Linked DNA regions of Hordeum vulgare: region 2 is linked to region 1. The links are chromatin contacts, called in public Hi-C maps. All regions are on one chromosome and are shown on one strand. Each heading gives the region's core, a stretch centred on a gene start, on an enhancer-like site or on the middle of the called end of the contact. The rest is flanking DNA. Distances are from core to core; before and after follow the strand shown. Region 1 has its middle 27 kb from the start of LOC123442416. Region 2 holds the start of LOC123441272.

Region 1 (4,754 bases), core at 2,179-4,678:
CACCCTGCGTCTGGGCAGCCAATTCTATTAGTGTGGCAGCGGAATGATAACCGTGCTAGCCCACCGCTTCCTCTACTTTTCTGTAAAAGAAATGCTGATACTAAGAATTTTTTTTTTTATATAATGAAATCCAGGAAAAAGATTTGTTCAAAAAAATACTAGAAAAATATTTATTTCTAAGAAAATAGAAAAATGATTTTTTACTGCACTGCTCCAGCCTCAAGAAAGATGTACCTAAAACGATTCATTTGTTTCAAAAATACAAAGCTTAGAGCATCTCTTGCAGACCCCGTAAAAGTTGGATCCGGAAAACACGTTTATAGTTCGCTGCAGATCTGATTTGCAAGGCGAATTCGTCCGCTGCAGATCAAACCCAGTATATAAAACTGTAAAATTTGAAAAAAACATTCACGGAAGAAACTTACAAAGACATTCATCGTACATAGTTGATCATCTTATACATCACAGATAGTTGTTCATCAAACTACATCATAGTACTACATGGGGGGAAGGGGGATCTGCGGGCCTTGCAACGTACCCGAGCCTAGGGTACTAAAATCGACGGGTGTGGCAGTGATGACGCGACGGAGGATCCGGAGTAGCTCAGTCCTCGTTGGAGTCGAGGTCGATCCAGACCTTGGCCTGCTCGGCCTTGATGACGCCAGGTCCGCCTCCTTCGACATGTGTGCATGTGACACCGCGACACCCTTCTCAAGGAAAGATCTCCTCGATCCTGAGCTCGCGAGGATGCGCGCGTCGGCCTCCTCCGCATCCCTCACCGAGCGCTCCATGATGGTGCGCTCGAGGTGGACCTCCTGCCTTGGAAGGAGGTAGTCTTCGGGGCCGATGATGCTTCGACGCGGCGGGTCCGCGTCAGCCTCGAGCTTGACAGTGAGCGTCCTGAGCTCCTCCGGCTCTCTCTTGACCGGAGTGAGCTGGGAGCTGGAGGCTCCCGCCGACGAGCTCCTGGCGGCGGAGGAGCCGAAGGAGGTGCGGTGACGGACCGCGAGCTAGCGCTTGTACTTGTCGAGCTCGCGACGTTCGAAAGCTCGTACTCGTTGAGCCACATCCGTGCCCCTCTCGCTGGCATGTGGTGTCGGAGATGCGGTTGCAGCAGCGCTGCGTGTGATCCCCACTATTTCTGTAGCCGCCTATGGGTCGGGAGAGGACCCTGGGGCTTTTTTTAGGCTCGTCGGTGGCGAGAAATTGGGACGGAGTTGAAGAGGAATCGCAGCGGAGCGACGACGGAGGCGGATAAGGTTTGACCCGTATCCGAGCGCTGAAACAACATAAATAACGGTGGAGAGGATCTTTTTCCGGGCCACGGTAATTTTTTTAGGGCCAGATCCGGGATACAGTGTGTTCTAACAAGAAAAACGGACGAACCCGTATACTCGTCGAAATTATACGGGTTCGCCCTTTTACGGGGTCTGCTAGAGATGCTCTTGTATTTTTAGAACTTATTTATCAGAAAGTATAAGCACATGGTCCAAACTACAACTACAAAAAAAAAGTAGTTTTTATATGCATGGTTTGCACATCCATGTTTCTTCCTGCAACCACTAAACAGCCTAGGAGGCAGGTCTTACGTCGGCCATCGGGAGAGATTCTTCTACTCCATAATTTGCAGAATTATGTTTTCTATTCAACCAAGCGACCACAAGATGCTACATGTATTTATGCTGCAAGGGAAGCCAAGCACCGCCATAGTAGCTGTTATTCTTTATTTTGTTTTGAGTTTGCAGTACAATACCACTTCAGTATTATATCTTCTCCACAGTGATTTATTGGTGCCGCGTCACTGTCGGTCTCTCATGTAGAAGAAAGAATCAGCATCCATCAATCCATTATTACGACAGTATTCGTGACAGACTTAAGATGGAGTAGCAGTTAGATGCTTGGAGCTGCATTTCTGCTGAAATGGAGGGACTTGCTGGCTCCATGTGGGTTGTGGGAGCATACTATTTCTTTTGGAATCCCTTGGGTATTTCCTCGTCCGGCCAAGCAAATCATCATCCGGGCATACTATTTCTTCTGGAATCTTATTTGTATTAGCTTTCAAGAGCTTTAATTCCTTTCCCTCTTGTGATCTCGATGCTTTGGAGGCTTCCACGGTGCTGTCCTGTTGGTACATGATCACTTTTAACAGGCTGACGTACGTATGTGCGCATTGTATGCTAGGGGGGGGGGGGGGGGGGGGGGGAAGGAACTCTAGGAATTTAATGGGAATAGAAAAATCATAGTAGAAAATAAGATGACATGTATCTCAAATTCTATAGGAAAAGAAATGTCATTTTTTAGAAAAGGTTTTTTTTTTAGAAAAGGAAAAGAAATGTCATTTGGTTCATATAATATGGTTTTTTTCATTGAGTCTAGCGTAATGTTTATTTTTCTTTCAAATGCAAAGGAATCCTATGCTGTACAGAAATATGATTCTATTCCAAGAGACCAAACAGCTCCGAAGAAAATGTCCTTATAAAATTTCTATCATTTAGAAATCCAAAATTTATGTAAAGCAAAGGAAGCCTTAGTGTCAAAGAGTTCCAAGACCATTATCCATGGACAATTAAGCATGCATGCATGCAGCGTGCCCTCCATTCTTGGGTACGAAATTGGAGAATGATGGTCCTCCACAACACAGATACTCCCTCCGTTTCAAATTGTAAGACCTTTTAGGGATTTCACTAGGAGACTACATACGAAGCAAAATGAGTGAATCTATACTCTAAAATATGTCTATGTACATCCGTATATAGTTTATAGTATAATCTCTAAAAGGTCTTATATTTAGGAACGGAGGAAGTACATCGGTGCGGCGGTCCTCTGAATTTAGAACGGGACGGAGGGAGGAGAGAACATGGCTCATGGATGGGGCAAGTACCTCTCTTGTTAGGCCACCTTAGTGAACGCCCCTACCCATGTAACCCATGTAACCTTATCTATTAATCACTCCCGATCAGCCAAATCGACCTAATGAAAATGTAAGTACAAAATACGGTTGATGTAGCAAAATATGGTTGATGTAGACATTTACTATGCACTTCTTAACATGTACTAATTCTCTAGAAAAATTATGAGTTAGTCCACAACTCAGCGTATTTGCAACTCTACAAATATGACTGACATGAAATACACATGATACATTGTGCTAGTTGGTGCTTAATTCCAGTATACGAGCAAGATAAATATGACCCAAACTGTAGAAAACGGGATGTTTGTTGGATCCCGTTCGAAGTTGATTGATATTTTCAAGAAGGACGTGCGTACGTGGAGGAAGTACCCCTTTTTCATTGTCATGCCATTTTGTAAGCACCCCATGGAGCTAGCCGGTTGGATTCGGTACTAGCTTGCTGGTCACGTTTTAAGCACCCCCTACCTAGCTAGCCAGCTTATTGATTGGTCTGAGTGCTCTGTGTGTCTGGCTAGTTTCTGTACTTGCAACGGCACGCACGTAACCCTGAAATGTGGTACTAGAGCGCATCATGGCTCTATCGGTCGCCTTCGCGAGAGAAAGATAAAAGGAAATCAAGCCCGTGAAATGACGCTGATCGCCGACCTAAATCAATCAATCATCATGTTTTTCTCCTAGCTACTACGACTTGTCTATCTTCCTCTCACACCGCACTCTGCAGGGCCACCAATCATATATAATGAAGCTTCTCCCACAATGCATATTTAGATCTCGTTAATCAGCTTCGTGTTGGTTTGGCTTCGAGTTCGTAATGCCTCGTCACGTCGCTGAATATTTAAATCCATGAATTGCGATTCGAACAGCATATGCTATTCCCTCCGTTCCTAAATATCAGTCCTTTTAGAGATTTTACTAGAGGACTACATACGGAATAAAATGAACGAATCTACACTCTAATATATGTCTATATACATCCGTATGTAATTTTTTATTAAAAACTCTTAAAAAATTATATTTAGAAACGGGGGAGTACAAAGTAGAGGTTAGGCGAGCGCGCGAACGAACGAACGAACTAGCTAGGTAGCTTCGGGTTCACGTGTGGAGCTTTTGCTCTCGGTCGATGCAGCCATGGCAACCGCCGAGGGCCAGTTCGGTTCCGTTATGTCGCGCTCTCTTTTCTATATTTGTTATTAGTCATCAAGTTGTGCAATCGTCTCCATGATGTAAATAAGATCAATACATGGCTCCTGCGTTCTCAATGGATTTATGGAGTATATCGGGGCCTCGCGCAATCCGACGTCTCAATGAAGAGTCGACATACACGCCTCATGGCACATTGTGGCATCAATTAGTCATCAACCCGTGCACGATATCTGGAGACCGAATGTAGCCCGACAATGACGACCCACCATCTCCTAAACTCCGTGACCGTAACCGCGCGCCAAGCTAATCACCACAACCAAATGGATCAGCATCAACTGGCACTTTCACTATGCGCGCGTGTGTTCATCCTATTCCTACCTACACCTGACCTGACCTTTCAACGTCGGCTAACTGCTGACGAAGCTTGCGCCAGCCGGTCCTACGTACGAGTACATTATTTTAGAAAGAGTGTCGCCCGGAGCAGCTACGCGTACTGGTCCGAAATTACGGACAAGAATCCCATTACACGCACATGTCTGAAATTATGGTCTTCTTATGGACATGAACTTCGTTACAGTGTGCAAGATTGCAACTTGTGAGGTGCCAATCGCTGGGAAAGTCGAGCACCGGCTGGGATAGGATGACAAACATGTGAGTAAGGCACCTGGCTTCATCGGGCGTCACTCTCATCTTTAGTTCG
Region 2 (4,636 bases), core at 851-3,350, 67 kb after region 1:
GCTATAGATATGACTAAAATTCTTGTGAACTAATTATCAAAAGCCCTATAATAACTATGACAACAACAATACTGGTAATGGTAATGGTAATCATCAAAGCCTCGATGAAACCCTTAACTTATTCATACATGCTTAAAGTAACAAAATAACTCTTTACTAGACTTATAAAATCACACAGTTCCTACAATTGCTAGACTGACGCAAAACTTGTAGTCTCACATCTGACGTGTTACTCGCAATGTCGAGGTCCAAATCATGAGGATTTTCAAGAGTTGAACTCTTATTTTGGCAATATCTATTGTTGTTGGCGCTCTTCGTTATTCTTTAACTTTGTCCAACTTCCAGCTATTATCTCCCCAATCGAGGAGAATCCATGGCCGAGTTCCTCTCTAATCCTTTGTTTGCTAGCTTCAGCTACCAGAAATCTTGGAGGCTCATGATTGATGGCACCGCACCCTTTGAATGGGCCTTCATCACCCAATTTGATTAAATTCATATGAATTTACAAAAGAATTAGAACTTTCCTGGGTAAAGTTTATTGAGGACCACAACGCGTACTATGACAAGTCTTCATCACCTTATCTTTCTCCTCAAAACCTTTCGAATCCTTGGATGGTTCCGACATCACATTAGTCTTCTCAACACTATCTTTGGTCTTACCGAGTTCACATGAGTGCCGAGATAACTTCATGTACCATAAATAAACGACACAATACACCGCATCCAAGCAAGATTGTACATCATTACTATACAATTCATGATATCTCCTTATTTCGTGCATCTCAAAAAGGCCAACAGGTGAACTGATAGATTTATTGCATTATTTCAGTTTTGATATAAGAAAATAATAAAACGTGTGCATTGATGTACAGTTTTCTTATTCCGTATATCAACAAAAGACAATACCCTCTATATGTCACACAAATAGACAAACAAAATACAGAATAGAGCAACAAAAAAATCCAGAAAATAGACGACCACTAAAAAAACGATACAAACCAGACAACTACAATAAAATGAACACACGTCTGCTTGTAGTAATTGATTTCGTAGCCGATTGACATGGTTATTCGGCGGGATCTGCAGCCGTCGTGGTCGTGTCAATCCACAACGGGTCACCCCCCGTGCCAGTGGAGACCGCGGAGGCGACCCTGGCGACGGCCACCGCAACCTTGCAAAAAAGCGAGACCTTGCTAATGGTGGACGACAACCCACTGTCCCATGTCGTCGGCGTGCTCTGCGGCGTGCCCACCGGCCACGTCGTCGGCGTGCCCTGCGTCGTGCCCACCTCCCACGTCGCCGGCGTTCCCAGCGCCCATGCCGTGGGCGCGCTCACCTGCGCGATCTGGGAGCGTTTGTAGCAAGCTTCCATCATGCACCCCACGTGCGTGTACGCGGGCTGCCGGTGACCGTCGAGGTAGCCGTAGCACCAGAACCTGCCGCGGCGGCCGCCTTGCCCTTGCCCGCACAACCCGCAGCTACCGCCGGCAGGCGCCTCCCTGACGAGGTCGAACACGCCGTCTTCCTGGACTACGCGCTCCGCCAGGTTGGCGCACTGCGTGTGGAGGTTGATCTTGCGCTCGCCGTCGTGGAACATGAAGCCGAGCACCTTTTCGACAAAGAATGAATTTTATTAGCTCAATATGAAGCATCAAGAGAAACGAGCTTGCTCTCATCCGGCTCCAGCATAGCTAGGATGCGCACAGCCAACACCGAACTCACACGCATACAAGAACCCACCATAAAATAGCACAGTCACATAAAATCAAAGCTATAAGTCGAGCACCTGATCTCCACAGGCGCCGCAGAAGCTGCCGTGACCAGCCAGGGTGCTGGGACTGGGAGGGCTGTAGCGGAAGTCGAAGGTGCAACCCTTGAAGAAAGGATGCGTGAGCGTCAGGTCCTCCATCTTGAGGGGGACGCAGCATACGTGAAGGTCGTAGTCGCACGGGTCGCACCGGTACCTACGATCATCCTCGCCGTAGTGCCGGCAGCCGTCGCACTGGAACAGTGCGCCGCCGGTGGCGTAAAGCGTGAGCACGTGCCCTGGGTGGGAGGGGTGGGTTATCCGTAACGGAGGACCCTTGGAGGCCGTCACCATGGTTAACTTTGGCTCTCTCTCCCAAAGAAACCGACAAGATCAAAGCTAGCAGGAGGCCAACATGTATTTGTAGAGGATTTTTTTTTTGCATCACCCGTGCAATGGTAGCGCTTCTGCCGGTTCCTTGAAAATAAAATACCTTCACGCTGAATATTTTTATCATGAGTGACAGGTTCGTTACAAGTTGACATGTCCTTGACAACAATAGAAAATAACATGGACGACCTGAGCTGTTCAAGACTTCTCTGCTTGCATTTTCCGGATCTTTTCTATGTGTTGATTGCTTCGAAAGCAAAAAAGAAGGAAAATGCTAAACTTACGGATAAAACCTACGGATCACTCTCTACCGCACTAGTCTCTCCTCTGAATTTGAATATGTTTTCCCTTTTCCTATCATTTCCAAACAGAAATGGCCATGCCATCATGTAAGGTACTTCTCCTTTCATAATGTAAAATATTTTTGAAAGCTGCTTTACCTTAAAAACATCTTATACAGGGACGAATTTTTTTAAGGGTAAGGGTGGGGGGGATGGGGGCTAGACCCCTAACAAATTGATTCTTTTTTTATGATTGTGGTTGTTGCAGCCAATAAATTTTACTTCATATGAATTTTGCCTCCTTCATGAACAAACATGCACCCTCTATGCATGAATGTTGTCTCCGTCCATGATCTTATATTGTCAAAAGGAGGGAGTAATTTCATAAGAATCACTTGTAGCCGTAGCATTGTTGGTTCGGAAAAATCCCATATACACTTGACAGCTTCATTATTTCGGATTTTTGGTTTGACAGGGCCCGCAAGCTTTCTGTATCCTTATAATATGTGCTTGGTCTTTTTTTCCATTTGGATATTTTATTTGCAACAGTGGTAAGTTGAGTACGAGTTGACATGTTCCATGCTATACAACTTGCCACCAAACATTTTGATATTTTGATACACCGGTTCTTCATCATTCACGACATTTCCAATGAATGTTTTATTTCTTGTCAAAATTTGACATGGGAGCAACTACTTGATCCGTTCCCAGGTTTTTTATTTGATTCGGCACTACTTGGTGCGCGTCAACTCCCAAGACAAAAACTGCATTTGGCACAAAAAAATTGCCATACGTTGTGTCTGCTCTACATAGTTGTAATGACTTCCACTTTACTTCATGTTTCTTGTGTGATCTTTGGGTCCGGTATATCAAATCTGGCACCCTGTATCTCTCTGGACGCGTCCGGATGCATCTGCAGAAGGTGACCGGCCAATTCTCAAATCACCGTGTCCACATTTCTGTACTATGCATGCAATGTGAAAAAAAAATCTAACTATTGCTATGGACTCGTAGATTCCAAATTAACTATTCACACATCATCATGTAGGCAATAAGGTTGATGAAGATGGCATCAATGATGGGTCCCCCTTCAACAAGGCACCGGAAAAGGCCTACAGATTGGATCGCCGAAGAACAGAAGTTTTGCGGCGGCAGTACAATTATTTGTTAAGTTTTGGAGTTGGAATTAGGTCGGTCAGAGCCTAGGGGCCCAGAAGCTCACATGACGCGCCATACCCATGGGGGTATGCCATCTGAGCTTGTAGCCCCTTCGGGCATCGTCTGGTATCTTCATAAAGCTTATAGGGTCTCTTGTAGTCAAGATAAATCACCATAGAGTTTCATCATGTTTAGACTTCATTTGGTATGGTTTTCGGCAAAACAAAGAAATAGCAAAAAACAGAAACCCATGCTGGGACTAAGTTAATAAGTGAGACTGCCTATCGGCCCGCAAGCAGGCAGCGATGTCGGACATCTCCTTCTTCTGCTCTGACGTCAGCCCGACCCAAAAAGCTTTGGCGGTGGAGGAATTCATGATGGGAGAGGGTTAGGAGGCTGATGACTGTGGCTATGGCCGGGGCAACGATTTATATAGCAATGACGGGTGGCATATGGACGGACGGGTGGCGCCGGAGGAGACGCCTCGGCAACCACGTGCCATCAGTGTGGGCGGCAGGCGGCATATGGACGAATGGGTGGCGTCGGAGGAGATGCCTCAGCACCCGCGTGCCATCAATGTGGGCGGCGGGCGGACGGACGATGGTCGTCGTGTCGTTTGAACGCGCAACAGTCACTGCACGGGAAGCGGTGCTCTCTCGACCGGCGGGACGCTTCAATGTCGGCGCCGGTGACCGATCGCATGCGCTCTGACTAGGCATGAATGCGGGCAGCTGGGCACAGTTGCTCTCGAGCGGTGCGTTTTCTTTATAAATTCCAAAAAACTTTAGAATTTCAAATTTGTTTGCTTATTTTCAGAAAATATTCACTAATACGTAAAGATTAGAATTTAAAAATATATTTGCATTTCACAATTTTGTTCATGGATTAAAAAAACTGTTCAAGGATATCTAGAAAATATTTCCCATTTCTAAATATTGTTCAAGGATTTCAAAAAGTTGTTCACGTTTTTCAAAATGTTCAAAGTATTCAGAAATATTGTTCCTTCTTTTCAAAAATTGTTCACACATTCAGAAAATGTATGTGTTTCAAAATATGTTCA

The links. Hi-C and Micro-C count contacts between places; a contact is called where the count stands out from the background.
Region 2: a Hi-C map of leaf shows a contact between it and region 1, with 2.8 times the contacts expected there. The contact joins the promoter of LOC123441272 here to the enhancer-like site in region 1. A contact is called at or near these places in 3 of 6 Hi-C or Micro-C datasets (all in leaf).

Annotation. Positions count from the first base shown.
Region 1 is chr3H:5,844,648-5,849,401 of MorexV3_pseudomolecules_assembly, forward strand. No RefSeq gene overlaps it. Among protein-coding and RNA genes, the nearest start is that of LOC123442416, 27 kb to the left of the region's middle. Within about 2 kb of position 3,429, at least 1 of the 3 cell types and tissues checked has open chromatin away from gene starts, as enhancers often do. A contact at or near this core is called in leaf, where this site is marked.
Region 2 is chr3H:5,912,988-5,917,623 of MorexV3_pseudomolecules_assembly, forward strand. LOC123441272 reads right to left here and starts at 2,101. Exons shown (of 2, transcript XM_045117757.1): 1 at 1,787-2,101; 2 at 805-1,609. The coding sequence starts at 2,101. The coding sequence ends at 1,067.